Regions from separate parts of the Sus scrofa genome. Here all the other regions are linked to region 1. The links are chromatin contacts, called in public Hi-C and promoter capture Hi-C maps. All regions are on one chromosome and are shown on one strand. The core of a region is the stretch at or near the end of the contact, and the rest is flanking DNA. Distances in the headings are between cores, read along the strand shown. Region 1 holds the start of LOC110255273 (histone H2B type 2-F). Region 2 holds the start of HFE2 (hemojuvelin). Region 3 holds the start of SF3B4 (splicing factor 3B subunit 4).

Region 1 (3,967 bases), core at 400-2,899:
ATGCACTCGAGATCACTATCTGACCAACCTTCTAACCAAGTGCTTACAGCCACTTTCTCTGATAAGTTATGTGGCTCTGAAAAGAGCCTTTGGGGTAAGGTAGATGTTCTATTTCGTCCCTTGAGCACCCTTACTTGGAACTGGTGTACTTAGTGACCGCCTTGGTGCCCTCGGACACGGCGTGCTTGGCCAGCTCGCCGGGCAGCAGCAGGCGCACGGCCGTCTGGATCTCCCGGGACGTGATGGTCGAGCGCTTGTTGTAATGAGCCAGGCGGGACGCTTCGCCCGCGATGCGCTCGAAGATGTCGTTGACGAAGGAGTTCATGATGCCCATGGCCTTGGACGAGATGCCGGTGTCTGGATGAACCTGTTTCAGCACTTTGTATACATACACAGAGTAACTTTCCTTGCGGCTTCGCTTGCGCTTTTTGCCATCCTTCTTCTGCACTTTTGTTACAGCCTTTTTAGACCCTTTTTTAGGAGCAGGAGCAGATTTTGCTGGATCCGGCATTTCTGCACGAAGAAAGCCCACGCGCCCACAAAAATGATGCTGACTACATCCAAGCTGGTCGGTTACGCGCTACTTATAGAGCCTGTATGCAAATGAAGACTAACTCAGTACTGCGTGTTTATTGGTTAATATCCAACAGTGCCGTCATAGAAGGGTGGAGTCCATGTAAATAAGGTTCGGTCTCGCTTCCTTAGTGGTCCTTAGAACAAAAGTCTTGTTAACCAATCAAAATGTTCTATTTCACACTAACCAGTAAATATGTAAAGTGTAGTTTCACCTGTTTTGTTGATTTTAACTTTTACTGGTTGACTTGTATACGTAGAGATCTGAAGCGCCAGCTAAGGGAAAGTTAAATTTTATTTTTGCATCGTATTACTCCGCTATACCACTTGTGGAAGTCTGATTTTGATTTTTGCAACCAAACCTCAGCCCACTTAAATATTTATTTTTACCTTTTGCGCCTCCTGTCTTAACGCAGTGAGGAAGACACCTCGGGACTCAGCACTGTCTCTTGCCCTTTTTTATCAGTTGAAACGCCAGGAAACTACCGGGTGTTTGACATCCAGCCTAGACCTAGAACTGCTGTCGATCTGAAAACCCAGATCCCAGATCCCCCCAGTTATAATACCGGCCTTCTACTGTCAATTTCTGTATTCAAACTTGTGCTAACATTTTTAACTAGCAGCTTGAAAGGCGTTCCAAAAAAATAAAGCAAAAACTGCGTAGAGCAGACTATCCTCTTGCAGTTTTCCCACGTAAGCAGCAAGCTTAGCCCTCTGGACTTCAGAAATCACGTCAGCACTTGGCCATGACGACCTAGATTTTGCCTGATGCTCCCTCTGGCGTCTGTCGGCTTTAATTCTGTAACCTCACCAACACATACAAGATTACTTGATCCCCTTTACCCTTAACACCTGTGCATAACGAGCCCACCGACATGGCTGAGAGGTGGTACAACTGCTCCTTTTGAAAAGGTGAGTGGCTCTGAAAAGAGCCTTTAAGATAGTCTACGTAAAAAAAAAATGCCTTAAGCCCGCTCCCCGCGGATGCGGCGGGCCAGCTGGATGTCTTTGGGCATGATGGTCACGCGCTTGGCGTGGATGGCACACAGGTTCGTGTCTTCAAACAGCCCCACCAGGTAGGCCTCGCTCGCCTCCTGCAGCGCCATCACGGCCGAGCTCTGGAAGCGCAGGTCCGTCTTGAAGTCCTGCGCGATCTCGCGCACCAGGCGCTGGAAGGGCAGCTTGCGGATCAGCAGCTCGGTCGACTTCTGGTAGCGCCGGATCTCCCGCAGGGCCACGGTGCCCGGCCGGTAGCGGTGGGGCTTCTTCACGCCGCCGGTGGCCGGCGCGCTCTTGCGGGCCGCCTTGGTGGCCAGCTGCTTCCGCGGGGCCTTGCCCCCGGTCGATTTGCGGGCGGTCTGTTTAGTACGCGCCATAATATCTCACTGGTTTCATTTACCTACCCTGAGGCAGTCCTATTTATAGACATAGCCTCATCTTGATTGGGCCAGAAAAATAAGGAATTTCCGGAATTCTTATCTCATTGGCTAGAATTCAATCCTGGGCAAAGCTTGTTATGCTAATCTCCTTATTACCTCCGTACTTTTCTATAACCTTATCGATCACAGATATTTTCTTTTTTAGGCCATTTCTTGAAATTGCTGTAACTTTTAAAACAGCAACTTATAAAGTGTTTTTGCACATTTGGGATTTATATTTTAATCGATTCCTTTGAAATACACGCATGCCCTAGGTTTCAGCCGCATTTCCATTTCTTCTCCCATAGTTAACATTTATTTAGCTCCTGACACTGAGCTAAGCGCACTAGATGTATTACATTATGACTGCGGTTCGACAAAACAATATTCAATTGAAGAAAACATATTTAACTTTACGTTTACCTGATTCAGAACTTCGCCAAAGTTGTGTGCTGGCCAGTACCAATTTACAGAGTAGAGCTCTCCGCCTTTCTTTTGTCATTTTCCCCTGGAAGGCGGTTTCCTCCTTCTCAATCCATCAATGGCTAATTAGGTCCTATAGAGGAAACGCTTCTAAGTAAGGGAAAGTAAGATCAGAAATATTTATTTATTTATTTGGCCATGAGATCCCCCAGCCACTGCAGTGACACCACCAGATCCTTAACCTGCTGCATTAAAGGGAACACAAGACCAGAAATATTAGTTTCTCCTTTACACTGGTGAATAGTTTTAAAGTCAAGTTGCCTATCAGTCAGATTAAAAGTTCAAATAAAGTGTCAAAACAAATAAATTATTTGTTGATTACTGAGTTGCTAGCATATTTTCTTCTATAAAGTGTTTTCTAATTCTTAACATTTCTTATCTTTTCTATTCTTTATAAGGAAATTGAAGATCTTTTTCCTTTTAGTTATTTCATATGCTTTGAAGAATTGCTTGGGAAAATTGCATGTAATAATACCACAGTTATGTAAGGTTACCAATGCTTAAAATTGTAATAATTAATATAAAGACTTTTAATCGCATGCTTCTTTGATTGAAAAAACACTATTGCATCCAAACCACAGAAAAACTCAAACCTGAGAACAAAGGCCCAAGAGGCTCAAAACTTACCTTGATGGTGTCAATATGAATGACTATTTTCCTGAAGTCAAAATGAAGTAAAAGTGATTTTGAGAGGATTTTCTGCGCATTAAACACAGTAGAAACTTATCTTTATATCTCCAAGTTTCCTTGGGCTGCAGCAATCTCCTGCTCTAGAGAAGAGATCTAAATGCTGGAGTTCCCTGGTAGCTCAGAGAGTTAAAGATCTGGCAGTTTTCAACTGTTGTAGCTTGGGTCACTGCTCTAGTGTGGGTTCAATCCCTGACCCACAGAACTTCTGCCATGGGCCAAAAACAAACAAATATCATGCCTAACTGACGTGAAAAACTATTACCCCCTCCTGTGGAGGTTTTGTAATACTGCCCAACATATACAGAACACTACTCAGTATTTTAAAATCCTCAACCTACACTATCTCATTTATTCCCAACTCTGTGAAGTAGATATTATTTGATTTTCCTTATATTACCGATAAAGAAACTGAGTCTCAGAGAAATTATGGCTAATCCTGGATAAATAATAATGCCTGCATAATATTCTAAAGCAAAAGAATGAATGGATCTCCAGTTTCATCAGGCTTGGGGTGTATTTTAAAGTACTGATGAATTTTCCCAACTTACAATCAAATTACTCAACTGAGCTATTGCCATCAGAACGGGAAACTACCCCTGGGGCAGATGTCTGGATGATAGTCCAAAGCTGCCCACCAAAGCGTCACAATTCTTTGAAATGTTCTATTTTTTCTTTATTTTTAAAAAACATGTATGCACTCTTGGCCATGCTGTAGAGATGTGTACATTTAAACAATAAATATTCTCAAGCTATTTATATAGAATCCAACAGTCATAGGATTTATTTTACTTTTGTAATTTACT
Region 2 (3,967 bases), core at 505-3,004, 110 kb before region 1:
GCACATGCCCACCCCTACATAGCAGCCTACCCTCTAGATTCCCCAAACCCTTACCTAACCCTTCCTTACCATGTCCACAGAGGAGCAGCAGGAGAGTGAGAATGCTTAGAGTTGGGGGACTGCCATGGGGGGACCAGGGACTAGGGAACTGGCCTGGATCCCCCATACCTATCCAGCCAGGTCCCCCCAGGCTCCGGTTCTTTCCAGTTGATGACCCTCCTACCTAGTGAATTTTGACCAGACGTCCTGTAAGGGGCTGAAAAAAGAAATTTGGCTGTGCAGGGGGAAAGAGAAGAGTTGAAGATTGTTCAGAATGGTGTGAAGAGAATCTGCGGAGATCAAGAAAAGTTTGAGCAGACTGGAGTTTGGGGAGAATGGGGGTCCCTGAACTAAAAATGTGGCTGTTAAGCCTCTGTGACCTGCTTTTGTGGCTACTTTCAGGTCCCTTATGCAATACTCCTAGGTGGGGGTGGAAGAAAGGTTGAATTGACTGGGGGGGGGGGGGCAGAGTCCACTGTATTGCCCCATTCTGAGCTACCAATCAGCAGAAATGTCAAAAAAAAAAAAAAAAAGAGGAATCATGTGGATAGTGGGTTCCCCAATAGAATTAGGATCTGAAAAGTACTTCAGAAACATACCTCTTACTTGCCCTTCCCCATCAGGATGGGATACTCTCCAGGGGTCATTCATTTCTTTTTCTCCTTTGTGTCAGAATTCTCAGCAAGAAGTTGTAAAGGTGGTATACACATCCCCTCTCTAGAATACCAGTATTCAAATGAAAAGGGAACCCATCTCTTTCATATACTCTAGAGAGCTAAAATTATATCTCTCTCTCATGGAATAATGGGATGTACACCAAGCATGCAAATCAATGTTTGTTGTGGGTCAACAGTTCTTGTATTTTTCCAAACCTTACTGAAGAATCATTCATTCCATTAATCTTTCCTTTGCAAGTTTAGAAGTTCTCAGTCTTTTGATGTGGATGGGGCTTGAGGAGGGACTAACTCTCTCTTGCCAAACTACCCTCTCCAAGGGTAAGGATATGACTGAGGGAGAGTCATGTAGGAGGGAGAGTAGGATGACTGAGACTAGAGTCATGGGGAGAAATCATTTACAACAAGGAGTAGCCCTACCCTTAGAAGCCCAACGTGAAGGGCACTACTAAGTAGGAGCAGGGTAGAAGGGTAGCAGTGACTAATCATCTGAGGTTAAATTTGGCCTTGGTGAGAAAACCACAGAATAGGAGATATGGGAACCTCCTACTAAAGAAAGAGACTTCACTAGTAGTCTTGAGGCAACCAGATGAGGAGAGAGCCAAGACTCCCAAAGGAGAGACAGAAATTTAAACTTCTAATGGCCAGAGAACAGAAAGAAATAAGACAGAAGGAGAAATGGACACTGGGGCACCTCAGTATGGAAGAGATCCTAGCTTTCAGACCAGAGACATCCAAGAAGGTGTCTTAATTTTATGAAAGTCTAACTTCACTCCAAAAGCTTATTAAAGGAATTGCAATTTCATTTTGACTTACTGTTTCCAGACGTCAAATATTAGTCTGATATCCAGTTCTCCAGCCATGACTGTCTACTGTGTCAGTCAGCTCCAGCCAGGGGATCCCCCGTCTCTTTCTCCATGTCTTCCCCAGGTCCCCAGACCGGTGGCAATCTCACTGAGGTCAGGGAACCAGAGAAGGTCTGATGTGGGGGGAAGGGAGAGTATATGGCTGGCCAGAGTACTGGACAGCTGAGCGGGGGAGGGAGGTGGCTACTGAGTTGACTGTTTTAAAAATAGCTAAGTCCAAAATTCCAGGAACATTGGTGGGGGTAGGGTGTTGGAGTTGGGGGAGTGGGGAGGGTAGGAGGATTGGAAAGAATATGGAGTATAGGGTGCCAAGTGCGGAAGGGGGGCAGAAATATGACAATCAAGTCAGATGTCCAATTTGAGCTTATATAATTCTAGTTAGTGCCTACTTCAGGCAGCCCTGAAGTATTGTTAAAAATGAGCTCTTGACCTTTAAAAATTAGAATGGACAATTGTATACATTTTGTTCATCACCTTCAAGCCTGCTATGTTAAATATGGCATTTAGTTTCTACAGAACACATCTAGGAGGTAGCTGACTTTAAATAAGGTCCATAACAGAGATAGTTCACAGCACCCCCACCCCCCATCTTTGCAGAGTAAATCAGATGGACTAAAACAGCCAGCTGTCTAGAGAAGAAATCTGAGCTCTGAGTTGTTTAGGATGAGGGTTTGTTTCAGTCTACTAGCTCAGATCCTTGCAGCTGTCTACCCTACATCCTCCATTTTCATTCCCTTATTTATACAGCAATTCCTCTTCCCCAAAATACACACAAAAATATAAGCTCCTGAGTTGCTGGGGGGAGAAGGCTAGGAAGGGCAAGAAGAAGGAATGGGGATAGAAAATTTGAAGGTTATTAATCCACAGAGGAGAGGACCTTGGAGAGATAAACTGAGAGAAAAAGAGATTCAGAAAGATATTTTTGTGGAGTAAGATAATCTGGTGACCTCTTATAAGATGTTGCAGTCAAGGAATTTAGCCATGTCATATTTTAGCAGCCATAGGCATCATCACCTCTTAGTATTTGCCAAGTGAAATTAACACAAGGGCCGACCTCAAATAGTGTCACTAATGCATCTGCATTAATTTGCTCTATACTTAATTCAGAATCTAGAGGCCCACGGAACACTCTTCTCTTTATTTTACATGTGTATCTGAAAATTTTAGTTTTTCTCTTGATGCCATGAAGCCATATCACAAGGGTTGTTTTTGGGTTTTGTTTTGGCCGTACCCATGGCATGCAGAAGTTCCCAGGCCAGGCCAGGGATCAAACCCTCACCACAGTGGTGACCTGAGCCACAGCAGTGACAACACTGGATCCTTAACCTACTGAGCCACCAGGGAACTCCACAAGGGTTTATATTACAAAAGTGTAAAATGACTCCAACCAAACTATCCAAGTGACTTTAAAACACAATAATTTGGGAGTTTCCTGGTGGCCTAGTGGTTAAGGATTCAGCATTGTCACTGTAGTCAAATAAATAAATAAATACAATAAGTTGACTATGAAATCCCAAGTGAGATTACTCTAAGGACAAAAAGAAGTGCAAAATATTTTAAAGCAGTCATGTTGGTGGTAGTGTTGGTATTGCTATTCTGAAAGCTTTGTGGGTATATCGTGGGATAAAACAAATGAGTAATTACATTCTTGTGAACCAGGATTTTAGAGGTAGCATAAAGAGGTACAGATTTATGATTGAAGTAAAAACGCTACAATTCTGAATTTAAATTGGAAGTATAACTCATAGCTATACTTTTATGTACAGTATATCCTCACAGTTTTACAGAGTACACAGGCTATATTTTATCCTCAAACATTTCCTAACTTTATCTTGAAAAGGCCTAGAAGCAATAACCCAGTAGCAATGAACACCACTAGTGTCCAAACTGAGCTATCTCAATACTATTTCAAAGACTGTTAGATTTCTATCAAAGAACTCAGAAGAAACTAGAAGAGTTCCCTCTGATCAAAGATGGGACAATTTGAGTGTGAAAAAGGATACCACCTGCAATGGATCTAAACATGTCAGATATATTTAAATGAGTTCACAATGATACTTAAACATCCAAACTCATTTGTTATTGCTGGAGAATGCTAGGGGAACAACTCATTATTTTGAAACTGGAAAGAATCAAGTATTTATCCTAGTTTTTTCTATGGGAACTCAAGACGGGAAATTTTCTCTTTATAGAAGTTTTCTAATGAGTGAATGAAGAAGGAATGGCATGATTACAATATCAACATTTTGGAACTCCTAATGAATTACTGTATGTAGGCAATGATCAACAGCTGTTATCCATCACAAAAGGAGAGACAAACTTATCTTCCTGATCACAGGTGACTCCATGATACAATTCAATCTATGAAGTAGTCTCTCCCCCCCAAAA
Region 3 (3,967 bases), core at 625-3,124, 93 kb after region 1:
TCCTTCTTCCTGCCCTCCCCCCAATTTAAGACAAACATATTCTGAATAGAAAGCTCTACCTGGTGGAGGAAGCCCAGACCCCAGTGATGATACCACAGGATTTGGAGCAGACGGTGGAGGGGGGGCATCTGCAAAGAGCTGATGAGGGCGGTCAGCCTGGGAGAGTGGGTTCTGTGCTGCCAGAAGTCGTTCAGCTGCTGAGCCATGGCGCTCACCCTTGGAGTCCTTCTTGAAGGCATAGGACACAGTGATTGGGCGGTTACAGAGGTACTGCCCATTCATGGCCTCAATTGCTGCATCCGAAGCATCAAATGAAGCAAAATTAATAAAGGCATAACCTTTGGAGTTGCCTGTGTCAGGGTCCCGCATTATCTTGGGGGTTTGTAAGATGACCCCAAAGGCGCTAAAAGTATCATAAAGCAACTTCTCATCAATTTCTGGGTCCAGGTTTCCAATGAAAATGTTGGCTCCCACATCCAGGTTTTTGTTGTGAGCTGATGCCTTGTTCACCCGTATCGGCTTCCCATAGAGTTTGATCATGTTCATGATCTTAATGGCATAGTCAGCATCTTCCTCACTTAAGAACTCCACGAAACCATAGCCTAGGGAAATGGAAAAGAAGAGTTAACTTAAGTGAAGCGATTCAAAATGAGGTATAACTCACCTTCTAAAGTACAAAGAACAAGAAAAAATAATCCTACTTCAACTGAGAATGGTTCCAGAAACAAACTGAGTTTAAGAGAAAGAAAACTTTAGCTTGCTTATTCCAAACAGTTGTGAATACTGCCGGGACCTTCCAGGAGCAGTTTGTTTCCTCAAAACATAACTGCACTTCTTGGGAGTTCCCGTCGTGGCTCAGTGGTTAGCGAATCCGACTAGGAACCATGAGGTTGTGGGTTCGATCCCTGCCCTTGCTCAGTGGGTTAAGGATCCGGCGTTGCCAGTGAGCTGTGGTGTAGGTTGCAGACGCCGCTCGGATCCCACCTTGCTGTGGCTCTGGCATAGGCCAGTGGCTACAGCTCCGATTCAACCCCTAACCTGGGAACCTCCATATGCCGCGGGAGCGGCCCTAGAAATGACAAAAAGACCAAAAAATAAATTAAATGAAAAATAACTGCACTTCTTGCCATGTACTCACCTTGATGCTGACCAGTGACTCTATCCTTTGGCATGTGGGTGTTGACTACTGGCCCTGCCTGGAGAAACAGTTCCCACAGCAGTGGTTCGCTAACTTTCTCATCGAGGCCCCCCACGTACACAGTGGCATCTGGAGGACAGGGTTAGGAGGTTAGGACAGAGATGAGAGGAAATAAGGAGGTGACGGGAACATGAAGTCGGAACCCAGGCGGTGGAGTTGCGGGTGGAGATGGGGTATTGGAGCAAAGAGAAAAAGAAAAGAAAAAAAAAAAAAAAAAAAAAAAAAGACGTTAGCTTATACCCCTACACCGCCCTCCATTCCAGGTAATACAAAATCTTCTTAAATATAATTTAAAGTTCTGGCGCACATTCTCTTTGTAATTTTTTGTGTGCGTGAGTGGGAAGGCAGCAGGGGATGGGACATAGACAACATCACACCTACAGGCCTCAGCCTCTGGGCACCCGTCCATCCCGCCCCAGCAGGCATCAGGCCGGTCTAGCGCCTTTTGGGATGCTCCAATCTCCCGCCCTGGCGGAAACACTGCTGGCTGTAACCCGAGATCCCCCAAACTCCCCTGGGCCCATCCCGGACTTGTGCCCTCCACTCACCCTGATTCCGCTCGGAGATCGGCCCAGCAGCCATGGCGAAAGACCTCCCGCCGTCTCCAGGCAGCGATACCGCCTCCTGACCGCAGTACTACTTCCACTTCCGGGGCGAAGGCGGACGTAGAGGCGGTGGGCGGGGCCTATGCAGGGGAGGAGCCGGAAGCGGCCGCGGCCATTTTAGGAGCCGCTGAGACTTGAAGTGATTGGTGTTACCGTGTTCCGCGGTCTTTGGTTTTGTGTTGAAGTGCCGCTCTGACAGGTTAGGGCGGGGAACGCGGATCGGAATCTCTCAAACGCCCTAAGGCAGTGCTTGAAGTTAAAGGATCACGCTGCTCCCAAAAATGTCAATTCAGGAGCTAAGAGAACAATATTTTTCGTATATTTTGTGGCCTCCTTTGATTCCCAGAGAAGGGTCTTCTGCCCAAGGCGTGGAGGCAGCTGTCCACCCCGGCCCGCAGCCTTTGGACAGATGGGGCCCCATAGTCCTGGCCTGGGCTTTCATTTTTCCTCAGGGAAGGGATTGCGGAATGTCTGAGCTGGAGTGACGTTGAGCTTGCCTAGTCAGTATTGCATTGGGGGTGACGGGAACCAGAGGCTCAGAGATGGGAGTGTGTGTGACCAGCGCTGAAGAGTGGTTAACACTGAAGTCCAGAGGCTTTGGTCTCAACCCCCAGAGCACACCCCAGCCCCAACAACAACGTCTGGGTCTGTTTTTGCCACATCAGCACCACAGGGAGAACCCAAACTATGAATTCTGCAGAGCTTCACCTGAACCATCCCCTTATTTCCTTAGCAGTAATTCGGTCTGTATCTTCCTCTCTTGAGTCACACCATCACTATCTTACCTAGGTTCCTTTATTCAGACACAAGAAACAATGCCAGCAGTGTGTATAAATACTGTGATTTAATGAACTCCTTAAATAGAAATGCCGTTACAAAAATATACAATTGGAAAAGACTGGGTGTCTCCCATAGCCACACCACACCCAGAGAAAACTTTAAGGGAAGAAATAGAAATTGGAATCAAAGGAGCAGCAGGGGGAGGTGAGAAGGAGGTCTGTAGGCCATCTTGTTGGCACTGACAAATTGTTTCTCTGACCTCACAATTTACCAGCTCAGTATCCAAAATTTCCATCCAAAAGGGTTGGAATGCATGAAAAAAGGGCAATCATATTCCGGATTGGTTTTGTTGGTTTTGTTTCTTTAATTCTTCAGGTCACAAGAAACTATTTAAACCAAGAAGGATAGGGTAAGAGTTGGATAAGGTTAGCCACCTATCAGCTATGGAAACTCAAGTCAGTGAGCTTGTTTAAAGGCTGGCATATGAAAGCTGAGGGAGTAAAACCAGATAAGATTTGAAGGATTAGACAGAATTCTCCCTCACCCCAGACCACTCTCTGCCCCGCCCATGAGAGAGCCAGCAATTTCAGTGGGATTGGGAAAGAATGGTATTTGGATCTCTTTTCTTGGAGTGATCCTCAGGAGATATTCTTGGTGTCCATTTCCTTAATAACTCCTGAAGATGGGATAGCTCATCCTGGAGGCCAGCGATTGTGGGAGCTGAGAGGCCCATCTGGGGAGGGGGTGAAGAGAGGCAGAGAGGACTATTATTGCAGCTCTAGCTCTGCTTCTAAGTTCTGTCTGCTACTTCTGGCATCCTTAATTCTTTCCTACTCCAACTATGCCTTAGGTTCCACTTGATATAAGCCACAAGCATTTCCCCCACACTCCCATACCTCTCCACTTTGATCCCAACAGGAATGGTACCTCACTTCCCAATCCCCAGCCCACTGCCTTTCCAACTTCTGGAAACATCTGGTTTCTTCTAGGACATTTGGGTCAGCAGTCAAGCCCCTTCTCCCACTCCCAGTCACTGTCTTGCCTTCTTACCTGGACCTCAGGCCTTCCCCTCAGGTAGCAGCGTCTCCAGAGCCTGATCTGGGGTCCCAGATATCCAGGCAGCAGTAGTCCTGAGGGTAAAGGGCAAGCTCCCCAATGTGAGGGGAGTCCCCACTCCTGATCAGCCAGGCTTTCAGAGGAGCTAGCCGGTCGAGGGAGCCAGCGGGAAGAGACTGCCAGCAGAGAGGGACTGTCCCGCCAAGGACACAGCTGATTCAGGGGGGTCAAAGCCCCTCTAGAGAAGAGCCACACAGAAGTAGGGGGTCCAGGAACCATGAAGCTTGGCTAAGGAGGAAAGGAAAATCAACTGGCAACCTAGAAACTT

Evidence for each region. Promoter capture Hi-C pulls out the DNA fragments that hold promoters and counts their contacts. A called contact is a pair of places that touch in the nucleus more often than the background predicts.
Region 2: a Hi-C map of liver shows a contact between it and region 1, with 2.1 times the contacts expected there. The contact joins the promoter of HFE2 here to the promoter of LOC110255273 in region 1. A contact is called at or near these places in 2 of 5 promoter capture datasets (fetal liver and liver), 23 of 47 Hi-C or Micro-C datasets (alveolar macrophages, blood, brain and 11 more) and 2 of 2 datasets of contacts at active chromatin or transcription factors (alveolar macrophages and skeletal muscle).
Region 3: a contact with region 1 is called in a promoter capture Hi-C map of liver, with 3 times the contacts expected there. The contact joins the promoter of SF3B4 here to the promoter of LOC110255273 in region 1. A contact is called at or near these places in 1 of 5 promoter capture datasets (liver) and 4 of 47 Hi-C or Micro-C datasets (blood, heart right ventricle, liver and 1 more).

What each region holds. Positions count from the first base shown.
Region 1 is chr4:99,214,419-99,218,385 of Sscrofa11.1, reverse strand. LOC110255273 (histone H2B type 2-F) reads right to left here and starts at 1,649. Exons shown (of 1, transcript XM_021089927.1): 1 at 1-1,649. The coding sequence starts at 511. The coding sequence ends at 131.
Region 2 is chr4:99,325,776-99,329,742 of Sscrofa11.1, reverse strand. It overlaps HFE2 (hemojuvelin), which reads right to left and starts at 1,754. Exons shown (of 4, transcript XM_005663519.3): 1 at 1,530-1,754; 2 at 70-256. The coding sequence starts at 166. All of the region lies in intron 2 of LOC106510173 (a long non-coding RNA gene), which reads left to right.
Region 3 is chr4:99,121,471-99,125,437 of Sscrofa11.1, reverse strand. It overlaps SF3B4 (splicing factor 3B subunit 4), which reads right to left and starts at 1,874. Exons shown (of 6, transcript XM_001926489.5): 1 at 1,747-1,874; 2 at 1,139-1,267; 3 at 60-602. The coding sequence starts at 1,780. It overlaps MTMR11 (myotubularin related protein 11), which reads right to left. Exons shown (of 17, transcript NM_001243446.1): 16 at 3,634-3,927; 17 at 2,629-3,316. The coding sequence ends at 3,170.